Regions from separate parts of the Muntiacus reevesi genome. Here all the other regions are linked to region 1. Evidence: chromatin contacts called from public Hi-C data. All regions are on one chromosome and are shown on one strand. Each heading gives the region's core, a stretch centred on a gene start, on an enhancer-like site or on the middle of the called end of the contact. The rest is flanking DNA. Distances are from core to core; before and after follow the strand shown. Region 1 holds the start of LAMP2 (lysosomal associated membrane protein 2). Region 2 holds the start of ZBTB33 (zinc finger and BTB domain containing 33). Region 3 holds the start of TMEM255A (transmembrane protein 255A).

Region 1 (3,815 bases), core at 477-2,976:
CCCAAGAGTGCAGCCAGCGCTGAGAAACAGCTCTAGTCACACGTTCTATTTTATGGATGTAGAAGCTTAAAGAGATGAAATGAAGGTCATGGTGTCAGTCAGAGCTATCTCATGCCCAACTCTTCTGAAAGTCCGCCCAGTGTTCTTTCCACTATGCTCTTTTATCTCTTCTTAGCATTTCACTGAACATGAAATTTAGGCAGTTTATAGTTGAGGGAGAAGGGACAGAGTCCCTTTATTGAGGATTGAGCGGGGATGGGGTGGGGGGGGCAGTATGCTTCCCTGGAGGTCCAGGAGTTAAGATTCTATGCTTCCAAAAAAAAAAAAAAAAAAAAGCTGGTTGGGGAACTAAGATCCTGCATGCCATGCAGCACAGCCAAAATAAAAAAATAAAAATAATTGGGGGGAGGGCTCACTTCTGAGCGCTCAACTCAGCTGCAGGTTCTCCAGGACAGAGCTACTTCCTAGCCTTATCAATGCGGCAGTCAGTTTCACTCATGACAGAACACATTCAGTGTTCTCACTTTCAGGAATTCATCACATTCAAGCGAAGGACAGTAGGGGAACAGATCTTATAATATTGGAGCAGGGGTGGGTGTTAGGGTGAGAAGTCACAGGTCCTACTTAAGAAATAGTAAAAACTACCAACTTCCTCAGGAAAATACACATATGTAAATCTTGCCTGTAATGTTGGGGGATTCACAGACACCTATCCCCCACCCCTAGTTCATCCATTGGAACCAGATTAAGATCTCCTGGGACTAGATGATTTTGAAGCTCTATTTTCTGGTATTCGAAATGTAGTCTGGGAACCATAGGAATCAGAGTCACTTGGAGTTCTTGTTAAAACAAAAGAACTGATTCCTAGGAGTGCCACAGACCTACTGTTTCAGAATCTCTGGGGAATGAGGTGAGGATTCTGCATGTTATTAAAAATCCCCAGATGACACTTTTGGAAACTAACATTTGAGAATCAATGTTTTGTCCCAATTTGAGATCTTTATAGTTTTTGAATGCTTTCATTTGTTGAAGAGTTTAGGTTTCATCTGTTCAATTGTCAACTGTACCAAATAATGTGTTTAGCGTGAATTCTAATTAAAGAATATTTACATGTGTATAGGTAGAGGAAAAACAGCTTGTTGGATGGACAGGTAGATAATGGTGTCTCTTTCTGTGTACTAGGAATATGGATGATCCTTTCTTCCCTTGTCCTTCTATTTCTCTCTTCCTCATTTTCTTTCTTTCTATATTTAAACAAGACTCTTCCTCTTTTTGAGTTCAGTTTCCCCATCTGAAAAACAGGGTGTTGTAACTAGGTGAACTTCAAGGCCTGCTCTGGCGTTCACTGACTCCATATCACCCTCTAGCTCCCTTGTCCTTTTAATGACATGAACTGCATGGGCAACAGTGTTTGGAGAATAATCATGTTTTATTTCTGTAGGTATGACGTTGCAATACCTAGCAACCATTTTTACTCCAGCAAAAGTATTCTCAAGGAGTCGGAACTGAAATAATCTATACTATCTACACCCCCCCACCCCCAAAAAGTTCGTCTCTCTTTAAAAACCTCAGAAAGGGCCGTCCGCGCGCATCTCTTAGGAGCATAAAAATGACTGTGAACCAAAAAGCCAGGGCGTGGTCACCCCGCCCGCTGGGCCCAAGCATCACCACCCCTAGGGCCGCTTTCAAGCGCGCAGATTGGCTGAAGGCAAGAAAGAGTCCCGCCCCTGGTCTTATGACCCGCGCTGGAAGCGCCGAGTCCTGGCTTTTGCAGCGTTGTGGTCGGTGGTCAGCGGCATTCCTGTCAGGGTTCCGCGAGCCTTTTCCCTGCTGTCGCTGCTCTTGTCGCCGCCGCCCGCTCTGTGGGATCATGGTGTGCTTCCGCCTCGCCCCGGTTCCGGGCTCTGGGTTCGTTCTCCTCTGCCTCGTCCTGGGTGAGTTGTCGGGCCCTTCTGCTTAGTCCCCGATCCTGGGCCCGGGGCTCCCAGTTCAGAGGCCGTAACCTGAAAGACTGGTCCTGAGGGGAGGGGGCTGAGAGGCTGAACGACAGACACTGGGCGTTGGCGCTTGGCCCGAGGTGATGAGCAGTGACCTAGCGAAGAAGGCCCGACCGAGGGATGGCGAGGGAAAAGGGCCCGTGAGAATAAAAAGGAGCAAGGGGTGGGGGTGGACGCCGAGGGAGTAGGTAGGGAAGAGTGAGGAGTGGAGCACTGCGGGCGGAAAGAGTAACTTGGGGGAGATGCTAAGGAGAGGTGAGCGTGGGAGAGCGGTACGTGCGGATTCTGGGGTGGCACGGACGATTAAGAGTCCTGGTCCTAGGATCAAGGAAGAGTTTTGAAGATGGTGGGACCCTGTGGGGCGGGAGAGAAAATTGAGAGCGGAAGGGGACTGCCTGCGTGGAGAAGAGCTCGGGTTAAGGGGGGCGGGGGACAAAGAGGGGGAGATTCTGAGGGGCAGTAAGAGGCTTGGTGGGGTAGGAGTTTAACGCTGTGGAGGAAGGGTGATTAAAGAGATGATAAATTGAGGTTTGGCACTTGGAGTGTCGATGGGGAAGCTAAGGTAGCTGGGGCAATTTCCAGACGAGAAAACTTGTGCCCAACCTCCGGAGACTAAAAGGGATGAATACAAACTTCGATGGGGAGTGAATATCTGACTTGGAGGTGCTGAGGACATAATTGTTTTTTTTTTTTTTTTAAACTAGTTTTGTTACTTCCTTCCAGTTAGACCGATTAAAAAAAAGTCCCCCGATATTGAGGTTTTGGGAGTGGTGTATCTGAATCTTGTATACTGCCACTTTGCGTTCAGAAGCTCCTTTTCTTCTCTCTCACACAACTGGCCTATTACCGCCTGGTTTTCGGAGGAGAAGGAGGGCAGGTGATTTTCTAAGGATCGGGTTTTTACTAGGTCCTAAGGATGACTGGCTGACTGCTGGCGCTGAGAGCGCCCCGCGCCCCACCCCCACCCCCACCCCTCGACCCGCAAGCTTTAGGTCCCCGAGGCCTTTAAATGCCTGAAAGGTGAACTTTGACCAGAGTGTTTCTTCCTGACCTGATAAATTCAGAGCTTGTTGCTACCTGACTCTTGCCATTTGTGACCTAATAAAAGACCAGAAGGGGCAGACTCAGATGGGAGTCAGTCAGTTCAGTCGCTCAGTCATGTCCGACTTTTTGCGACCCCATGAATCGCAGCACGCCAGGCCTCCCTGTCCATCACCAGCTCCCGGAGTTTACTCAAACTCAGGTCCATCGAGTCGGTGATGCCATCCAGTAGAGAAGAAATAGATACATTAGGGGCCCGGGAAGGGGAATGAAAGGCACACATTTTGTAATAAGCATTTCAGTAGAAGAATAAAGTCAACACGTGGAATGGTGGATTCTCACCCAGGGGGCATTTGGCAATGTCTGGAGACATTTGGGTTGTCATCACTGGGGATTGCTTTTGGCATCTAGTGGGAAGAGGCCAGTGGTGCGTCTAAACATCCCATAAGGCACAGGACAGCCCTCCCCCACCCCACCCATCTCAGAATGGCAGTAGTGCCAAAAGATGAGGAATCTGGCTCCAAAGCCATGGCGTTGGAAGGGGTCTGGATCATCTAGTGATTCTTAAGGATCTTTGGGGGGGAGAGTTCCTGTCAGATCAAAACTATTTCCAGACTAAAATTAAGACATTTGTCGTCTTCTCTCTCTCCTCTCCTCAGTACGGTGGAGTTTTCCAGAAGCTATAGAAAGTGTGATGACATCACCACTCTCACGGGTCTGACGTGTTTTAGTCCCTTTTTTTTTAAGTTTTAATTTCTAGTACAGCAAGTAGCAATG
Region 2 (3,815 bases), core at 611-3,110, 200 kb after region 1:
CTAGAAAAGGAGGAGAGGGAATGTAAAAAAATAGTACTGCTGTGTACCATCCTCTAAACAATTTTCAGCACAATTTAAATACATAAAATGATACATGTATATATAATTAAAAATTAGTTGATAGGTCCTTTCGGTAAAGAGACACTTCTATTGCTAGTATACATTCTTTCCCTTTAGAGTTACCAAAATAGTACAACTGTCACAGTGTTTAAGTTATACACATATGGAAGGCAGGGCGTCTCAAATATTTTCTAAATTTTTCAAAATTATAGCTTAGAAACAAAAAAAGAAGAAAAGTCTAGGAATCAAGGATTTAAAACATCATGTTATAAGGCATTACTTGTTAACAGTACCAGGGAATTCCAGGTTACCATAAAGGCATTCATCAGAAAGGGTGACCTTTGGACAGCGAGCCAGCTACCAGCGCTTCCGAAATATGGGCATTTCGACACAAGTCACTTTTCAGTGGATAGACAGGTTTTCTGAATACAGTTCCACTATTTTTGTCCTTTGCAAATGGGTTTTCCCAACGGGGCAAGAATTTCAATATATGCGTCCAGGTTACACCAGGACTTGGTTTCATTTTGTCTTTCCCGTCCAGGTGGACCCAGGATCAGCACAAATCGGTCTGAACCCATCCCAACCCCAGATCCGCGACCTGACCGTGGAAAAGCCATTCTGCACGCCCGTGAGGCAAATCCTTGACCGAGGGCAGGTGACGTTGGAAAAGAGAGACGCCACCCGCGAGAGTGAAACAACCTACACGCGGCTTCCACAACGCGGCAGCTGAACCCCATCTCCCTCTGTCCACTCCCTCTTCCCCATTCGCACCCGGCTGGCTGCAACCGAGTTTTTCAACCAGGATTCACGTGGAAAAGCAGTTTCTTGCAAATACAGATGGAAGGCCGGCCAGCACGGTCAGGGCGGGGGTAGTCGGGCGAGGCGGCCGGCCAGAGAAAGTAGAAGGTGGCGAAGCGGAGGGTGGGGTGTTGGGAGGGGATGTGGCCAAGCAGGCGGCATTGTTATGCCCTGGGAAGGGGAGGATGGGCCTGGCCGAAAAGCTCTAAATCAAAGTCGGGGTGAGGAGGGGGAACTGGCGCAAAAAGGCAGGCGAGGGCCGTGGAAAACGCCGAGTGGTTCTCCGCGGTGGGCTCCCCAAGCTCCGGGCCTACCCCGGGCCCTGACGGCCCCTGACGGCGGAGGGGACCGCGCTGCGGCCCTCCCGGTTCGTCCCCTCCTTCGCTCCCGAGCCCACACAAAGAAAAGGGCCGGAGGAGCGGAGCCTCCGACTCCGCCGCTTCCTGGTTCAAGTGAGGAGAAAGCGAAGGCAGGCGCGGCCCAGAGACGGAGGAAGCCGGCGCGCTCCCTCGCCCCCTCCCGGGTCGCAGCCGGTTCCTCACCTGCTTCCCGGCGCCGCCGCTTCTCGTCGTCGGCCCGCGCGGAAGGGTGGGAATCCTCCAACAGTCAGAAGCCGGACTCTGCGGCGATTCGGCTCCTTCTTTAAACGTCGCTCCAGTCTTGGTCAACGTCGACGCGGCTACCGCCTCCCGCCGCCACCGCTGCCACCGCTGCCTCACGCGGCCGACAGAGGGCACCGCGCGGGGGCGAGACGCCGAAGACGAAGGAGCCCTCCTCTTCCGAGCGCCGTTCGGCTCTTTCCGGAGAGGTCCGAGCGCTAGGCCGTCCCACTTCGGCGCCCCGCTCCGCCTTCGACTCCTTCCGCAAGGGGTGGAGGAAGACTGGGAAGCGCCGGGAGCGCTCGGCCCCTTCCGGAGGGCGAAAGGGTGAGAAAACGGAAAGATGGGGCAACGCGGCAATAACGGTTGGGATGCGAGGGATACTAGTCCCTTTTCTCTACGTTCGTGTAAGCTTCCAGGGCGTAAAAACTTCGAGAGACTAATAAGGTTTCATTTCTTTTGAAAGTTCGAGACTGCCCTATTTAATAGCCTGTTAGGCGCTAAACCAATCCTAAAGGAAATCAGTCCTGAATACTCACTGGAAGGTCTGATGCTCAAGCTGAAGCTCCAATACTTTGGCCACCTGGTGCGAAGAACTGACTCATTGGAAAAGACTCTGATGCTGGGAAAGATTGAAGGCGGGAGGAGAACCGGATGAGAGAGGATGAAATGGTTGGACTCGATGGACACTGACTCGATGGACACGAGTTTGAGCAAGCTCCGGGAGTTGGTGATGGACAGGGAAGCCTGGCGTACTGCAGTCCATGGGGTTGCAAAGAGTCGGACACGACTGAGTGACTGAACTGAACTGAAACCACCTTGACAAATAATCAGAATGAATATAATCAATTATTATATTGTAATCATTGTAATGAATGAAAGTATGTAAGTAATGAATCAAGTCATGATTTATAATTCCAGTTGTAGGATAACAAGCACATTCTAACACCTGCTTTGAAGAAATCAGTTTTTGGGTAAGTACTATCTTCTCAACTGAATACTAAATGATACAATATTGTTAATTCCTTCATTGCAACTTCTCTTTTCTGACCACCTGTTTGATCTGTACCAAATCTTATGTTAGACTGTGTGGAATACAAAATGAATGAGCCAAGGTCTCTACCTTTTCAAAGAGCTCAGTAGATAGGTATACAAACATCGACAAAATACAGAACACAGAGAAGGAACTAGCAAACTGAATTAGAGCTGCATCTTGAAAGATAAATAGTAACACTTGCATTGTGTGTATTTATTACTTTTATTTACATAGCACTTCCTGCACAGAGGGCTTTACTGTCCACAGATAGTAGGTGTTCAATAATTGTTAAGTGAATGAATACATGAATGAGTTGTGGTAATTTGAAAAACTCCTCTGGTAATCCACTTCTGACTGAGTATATGATGAATGAAGTGACAGGATGGGTGTTTGAAGAGTCAAATATTTCCCTTCAGGCTGGTTATTGATCATATTCAACTAAGGAACCAAAATAGTAGCATTTTCTTCAACAATTAGAGCCATTCACTATGTTCATTTTCTTTTTAAAAAAAAAAAATATATATACAGGATAATAATTGCATCAGTTTCCAAAAACTTGAATTAGCACTTATTTACCATTCAGTTGGAATCCTTCCACTTCCTTCCTACAAAAATCCTGAAGAAAATGTCCATCAGGATATTCCAGAATAAAAACAGATTTACTAACTATATTTAATTTTCTTCAACATAAAAGCAGACAAGGATGTCATCATCTATTGACCTCTAATCTATTCTACATTCTCAATAAAGTCAAGTCACATAGTAAAATATCAAAGTAGTGTAATGCAGCTGTATTTTCACATGGAGATAGGAACTCCATACGAAATTCCCTAGATGTTTCTCCAAGGTTTTGTATTGTAAAAAAAAAAAAAAAAAAACTATGTGGGAATCACTGCATTATTAATATAAACACATTTCATGGAAAATAGAAGTGTGCTGTTGTAAAAGAAATTAAGACAGATGGTAATGTTTTCCTGGCAACTGAGCACTTAACAAAATTACTCAGAACATTAATGATCATTTTTCTGAGTCATCCTCTCACAAAATTTAGTAGCAAAAAAATATTTAGGAAATAGGACAAAGTACATCTTGAAAGTTTAGGATATATTTATCTTTCAGTAGCTTTGTTGACAAAAACTAAAACAAGATATTTCTTTGAAATATAGATCATAGTAACTGCCACTCTTGATATCAAATAGGTGTTGGTTACCTCTCAGTAAACTGTAAGATGCAATATAATTTCTTTTACATCAGCACCAACAGCTGATGTAAAACACCAAGACCTCCAACCGAATTGCCTAGCCTTTATCCCCTTCCTGAAA
Region 3 (3,815 bases), core at 374-2,873, 140 kb after region 1:
CAACCTTCGGGAAGCGTCTCTTCTTCCTTGGGAAGATGGGAAAGGACAAGGGCCTTTGGTTCCATTTCCTGGGTGAGGAAAGAAAGTAGATTAGCAAGCCAGAGTTGGACAGAAACAGGTATTCTTCTTCATCCCATCAACTCTCAGGAAGAGTTTTATACTTGATCTGGGTGTGTTTTGAGGGTACACATGGAGAGAGGGTTGTAGCAGTCATCAGGGGGAGGTGGTCGGAAGGAGGCCTGCAAGCAGAGCCCGGGAGCTCTCACTGGGGCAGAATTAATGCCTTCAAACCATTGATTCACCCACTGCTCTCCCCTCCGTCACCTTTCACCTCCCTTGGCCACCAGGCAGATGTCTCAAGGCACACCAAGGAGACCTCCTCTTGTTCTGCCATTTGGGAGACGTCAGAACCATCCTCTGGGCCAACAACAGAGTGATTCCAGTCCAAGAGCCTGGGGGGGTCCGGAAGGACAGGCTGGGGGAGGACCTGGTTGTTCTCCAAGAGCAGGGACCTTCCTACTGCATCCCGTTTTCCCTCGGCAATCCACAGAGGGTCTGTCAGTCATGACTTTCTCACTCTTGGCGAAGTTACTTGTGTTTTCACCCTGTTGCACCTTTCTAGGCTAATGAATTCTTTAGGTTTTCAACGTGCTATACACAATAGCATTTCTCTACTAGCTGTCTTAGCAGGAAGAGCACTGACCTGGGAATCCAACCAACCTAGGTTCACATTCCACCTCTGTCACTGACTAGCTGAGTGAATACAGGAATTTTTCATCCCTTCTCTGAGAGTCAGTTTCTCCATCTGTAAAATGGAGCTATTGATACCTCCTCTTCCTGCCTTGCATGGCTGCTGTGATGAGAAAATGAGATCATTGACCTAAAAGAACCTTAAACAAAAGCACAAATTCAGGTGCTGATGCAGAGTCATATTTGCTTTTGCTTAATCTACATCTAGCTTTTAGGGGGCCGTTGGTTCTAGAATTCTCAGAGTTGGTGAATAAGGCTGTGATCCCTTGCTCCATCTCTGCATAATTTTATACACTCTAGTCGCATCCCTTCCCAGCCTTTATCTTTCTAGACTGAAGAGTCTGCATTTGTTTAATCTATCTTCATATGGCAACCCCCTCCACCCTCCCCCATCCCCTTGATTATAGAGTGGCCCTTCTCTGGATCATCTCCAGCTCCATTATGTCATTCTGGAAGCACTAAGACCAAACCTGCACAAATGTGCGTGTGTGTGTGTGTGTGTGTGTGTGTGTGTTCTCAGCTCTGAACCTCTTACTCTGCCCCCTCCCCAACTGTAAATCCTAGAACAGGATGCTAGCCCAAGACCCTCTCTCCAAAGTACAGAGAAGGCCACTCGGCCCCAGGCTGTAGCCTCCCCCTCTTTCTCTACGCAGTCCCGGCCCCAAGGGGCTAAAACGGCTCCCTGTCTGGCTTGGGAGGCTGGGAGGTGGATAACTAGGATGGGGGGGGCGAGGGGGAGGGAGGAGAGGGGTCTTGCGCAAGCGCACGTCGCTGCTCGGACCGCCAATGCTGCTGCCTCCCGGAGCAGAGGGAGGCAGGAGAGGAGGGAGGGAGAAGAGGGGAAGGGAGGGGGAGGAGGCTCTTGGGCTGCAGCTTGCAACCGAGGCAGTCTCTTCTCAGCTCTCCGGAGGGACGGGGAGCGGCAGCCGCGGAGTAGGATGCTCTGCGGGGCGCCCTGAGCCGGGGGCTCCTGAAGCAGCTTCGGGGTCCGGGGCCACAGGGCAGTTCTCACCATGCATCAGTCCCTGACTCAGCAGCGGTCCAGCGACATGTCCCTGCCGGATTCCATGGGTAAGTCTAGCTCAGGGCGGCGGCGGCCAGGAGTGAGTACGCTGCCCCCTGGACCGCGAGCGCCCGGGCCGCCCCGGGGAGCCAGCGGGCGGGAAGCGGGGCGAGGGAGGGGGGTCCGTGCGCCCCAGCATCGGGGTCGCGGACCCGAGCCCCAGGGGAGCGGCGCGGCGGGGGCGGGGGCGACGCGCGGAGCTGCGAGCGCCCAGCTTGCGTCGGAGTATCCCTTACCGGAGTGCGGGTGTGCGCGTGTTCGTGTGCGTGTACCGACAGACTTGCAGCCGGCGGTAAATCTCAGCTGTCTGGGGGATCAAAACACTTCCCTGCAACCTGCGCCTTCGCTTTCCATTCGACGCTCCCTCTTTGCAAAGTCCCCGTCACTTCTAAGAGCTCACCACTAAAGATAATTAGAAGAAACAGGGTCCTCGCCCCCTCCCAACTCAGTCGAAGCTGCCCTGAAATTCAGAGCTGCAGTGGGGGGAAGCCTGACTTGCACCTCGCTGATGGGGGGGTTTGCGCAACCCTGGGGGATGGGCGGCAGGAGGGGGGTAAGAAGAAACGGGGCGGGGGGCTGGCAGGAGGGGAATTCCTTAGGAATCTCTCAAGACAGCACAGCTCGGCAGTCTGCAGCGTTAGGATCAACATTCCTTGAATTTGATTCCTATTTTGTTCCTAGTGCACGGAGTGTGCGTTGTTTGTAAAAAAAAAAGGGGGAGGGGGGGAGAACGAGTGAAAGCGCAAGAAAGAGCGAGCGCGAGCCCGCGTATCTTCTGAAGTCTCGCTTTTCCTCTCCGGGTGGAAGGGAGGGGGAGGGGGGGATCCACTAGCCTGATTTTGTTCAACACCTTTTCTCATGAAAAGTGGGGGACAGCTGCCTCCAGGCATAAACTTGGCTGCTCCTCGAAGCCGCTTTTAGGTAGTTACAAACAAACAAAAACCCCCGTCCCCCCTCAGCTGTTAGGCACCTACCCAAGACCTATGATTTCACTGGGCGGAGAAATTAATTTGGAGCCCAGGAGAGCGGGAGGGGATCGTCAAGCCACGATTCCACCTAATCTTCACATTCGCCTCGGATACATTTGAACCACATCGAATCCCCGCTTTCCAACATACTTTACATTCTGCAAAATCCCTCTGTCCCGAATTCTGGCCATCCAGCCTGCTCAGGTCTTCTCCAAAGAATTTGCGGGAACATCGAGGGGAGGGGGCAGGGAGAGGATTGAACTCCCTACGTAAGCTCCCTACTGCCTGCAAAAGACTCCGTCTCAACAGAATTCGTTCACCCGAGGGGCCCCAGATCTCTTGGATGGTGGAAAGATCCGTTTTTTAATGGTTTTGCCTATTCAGTACAAGAATTTGCTTTTTTAAAAAATTATTTTTAAGGGTGTAGTTATTTGCAACGTGGTACAAATAAGGCCAAGGACTCGGATCCGAATCCAGAACACAGCAGTACCAGACTCTCCCCACTCCCCAGGTCTCTCTACCCCCACTCCCCACCCTCAACGCGCGCGCGTGCGCGCGCGCGCATACACACACACACACACACACACACACACACACACACACACACAAGCGCACACGCACACAGAATGCACTCCTCACCTTGGCCAGCTGTGGCGCCAACGCAGCCCTGGCTCCTCGACGCCCGGCTGGTGCGCGGGCGAGGGCTAGATGACAGAGTGCGAGGTTCCGGCTGCGCGCATTCCCGCAGCGACCACAACCACCTGCAAAGCCGGCCGCCCGTGCCAGCCCCTCTGCCAGTGCGGGCAGTGGGCAGGTTAGGGACCCCAGGTTAGAGCGTTGCTCTTGGGCACCCTATTAGGCAACCGGGATGAAGAGAGTTCTTTCTTGGGCTCCCCAGGGGCCCTCAGCCAATCAGACGTTTCCCAAAAGATCTGCGCAACAAGATGAGTGGGCTTCGCCCAGTCCAGACTCGACACTGCGGGAAAAAGAATCACAGATCCCATATGGACGTGCGAGCCAGCTCCACGCAGCCC

What was found. Hi-C and Micro-C count contacts between places; a contact is called where the count stands out from the background.
Region 2: a contact with region 1 is called in a Hi-C map of blood, with 3 times the contacts expected there. The contact joins the promoter of ZBTB33 here to the promoter of LAMP2 in region 1. A contact is called at or near these places in 2 of 3 Hi-C or Micro-C datasets (blood and muscle).
Region 3: a Hi-C map of blood shows a contact between it and region 1, with 3 times the contacts expected there. The contact joins the promoter of TMEM255A here to the promoter of LAMP2 in region 1. A contact is called at or near these places in 2 of 3 Hi-C or Micro-C datasets (blood and muscle).

The regions. Positions count from the first base shown.
Region 1 is chrX:129,748,957-129,752,771 of mMunRee1.1, forward strand. LAMP2 (lysosomal associated membrane protein 2) reads left to right here and starts at 1,727. Exons shown (of 9, transcript XM_065914805.1): 1 at 1,727-1,934. The coding sequence starts at 1,736.
Region 2 is chrX:129,947,747-129,951,561 of mMunRee1.1, forward strand. ZBTB33 (zinc finger and BTB domain containing 33) reads right to left here and starts at 1,861. Exons shown (of 2, transcript XM_065915421.1): 1 at 1,401-1,861.
Region 3 is chrX:129,890,404-129,894,218 of mMunRee1.1, forward strand. It overlaps TMEM255A (transmembrane protein 255A), which reads left to right and starts at 1,624. Exons shown (of 9, transcript XM_065915422.1): 1 at 1,624-1,821. The coding sequence starts at 1,764.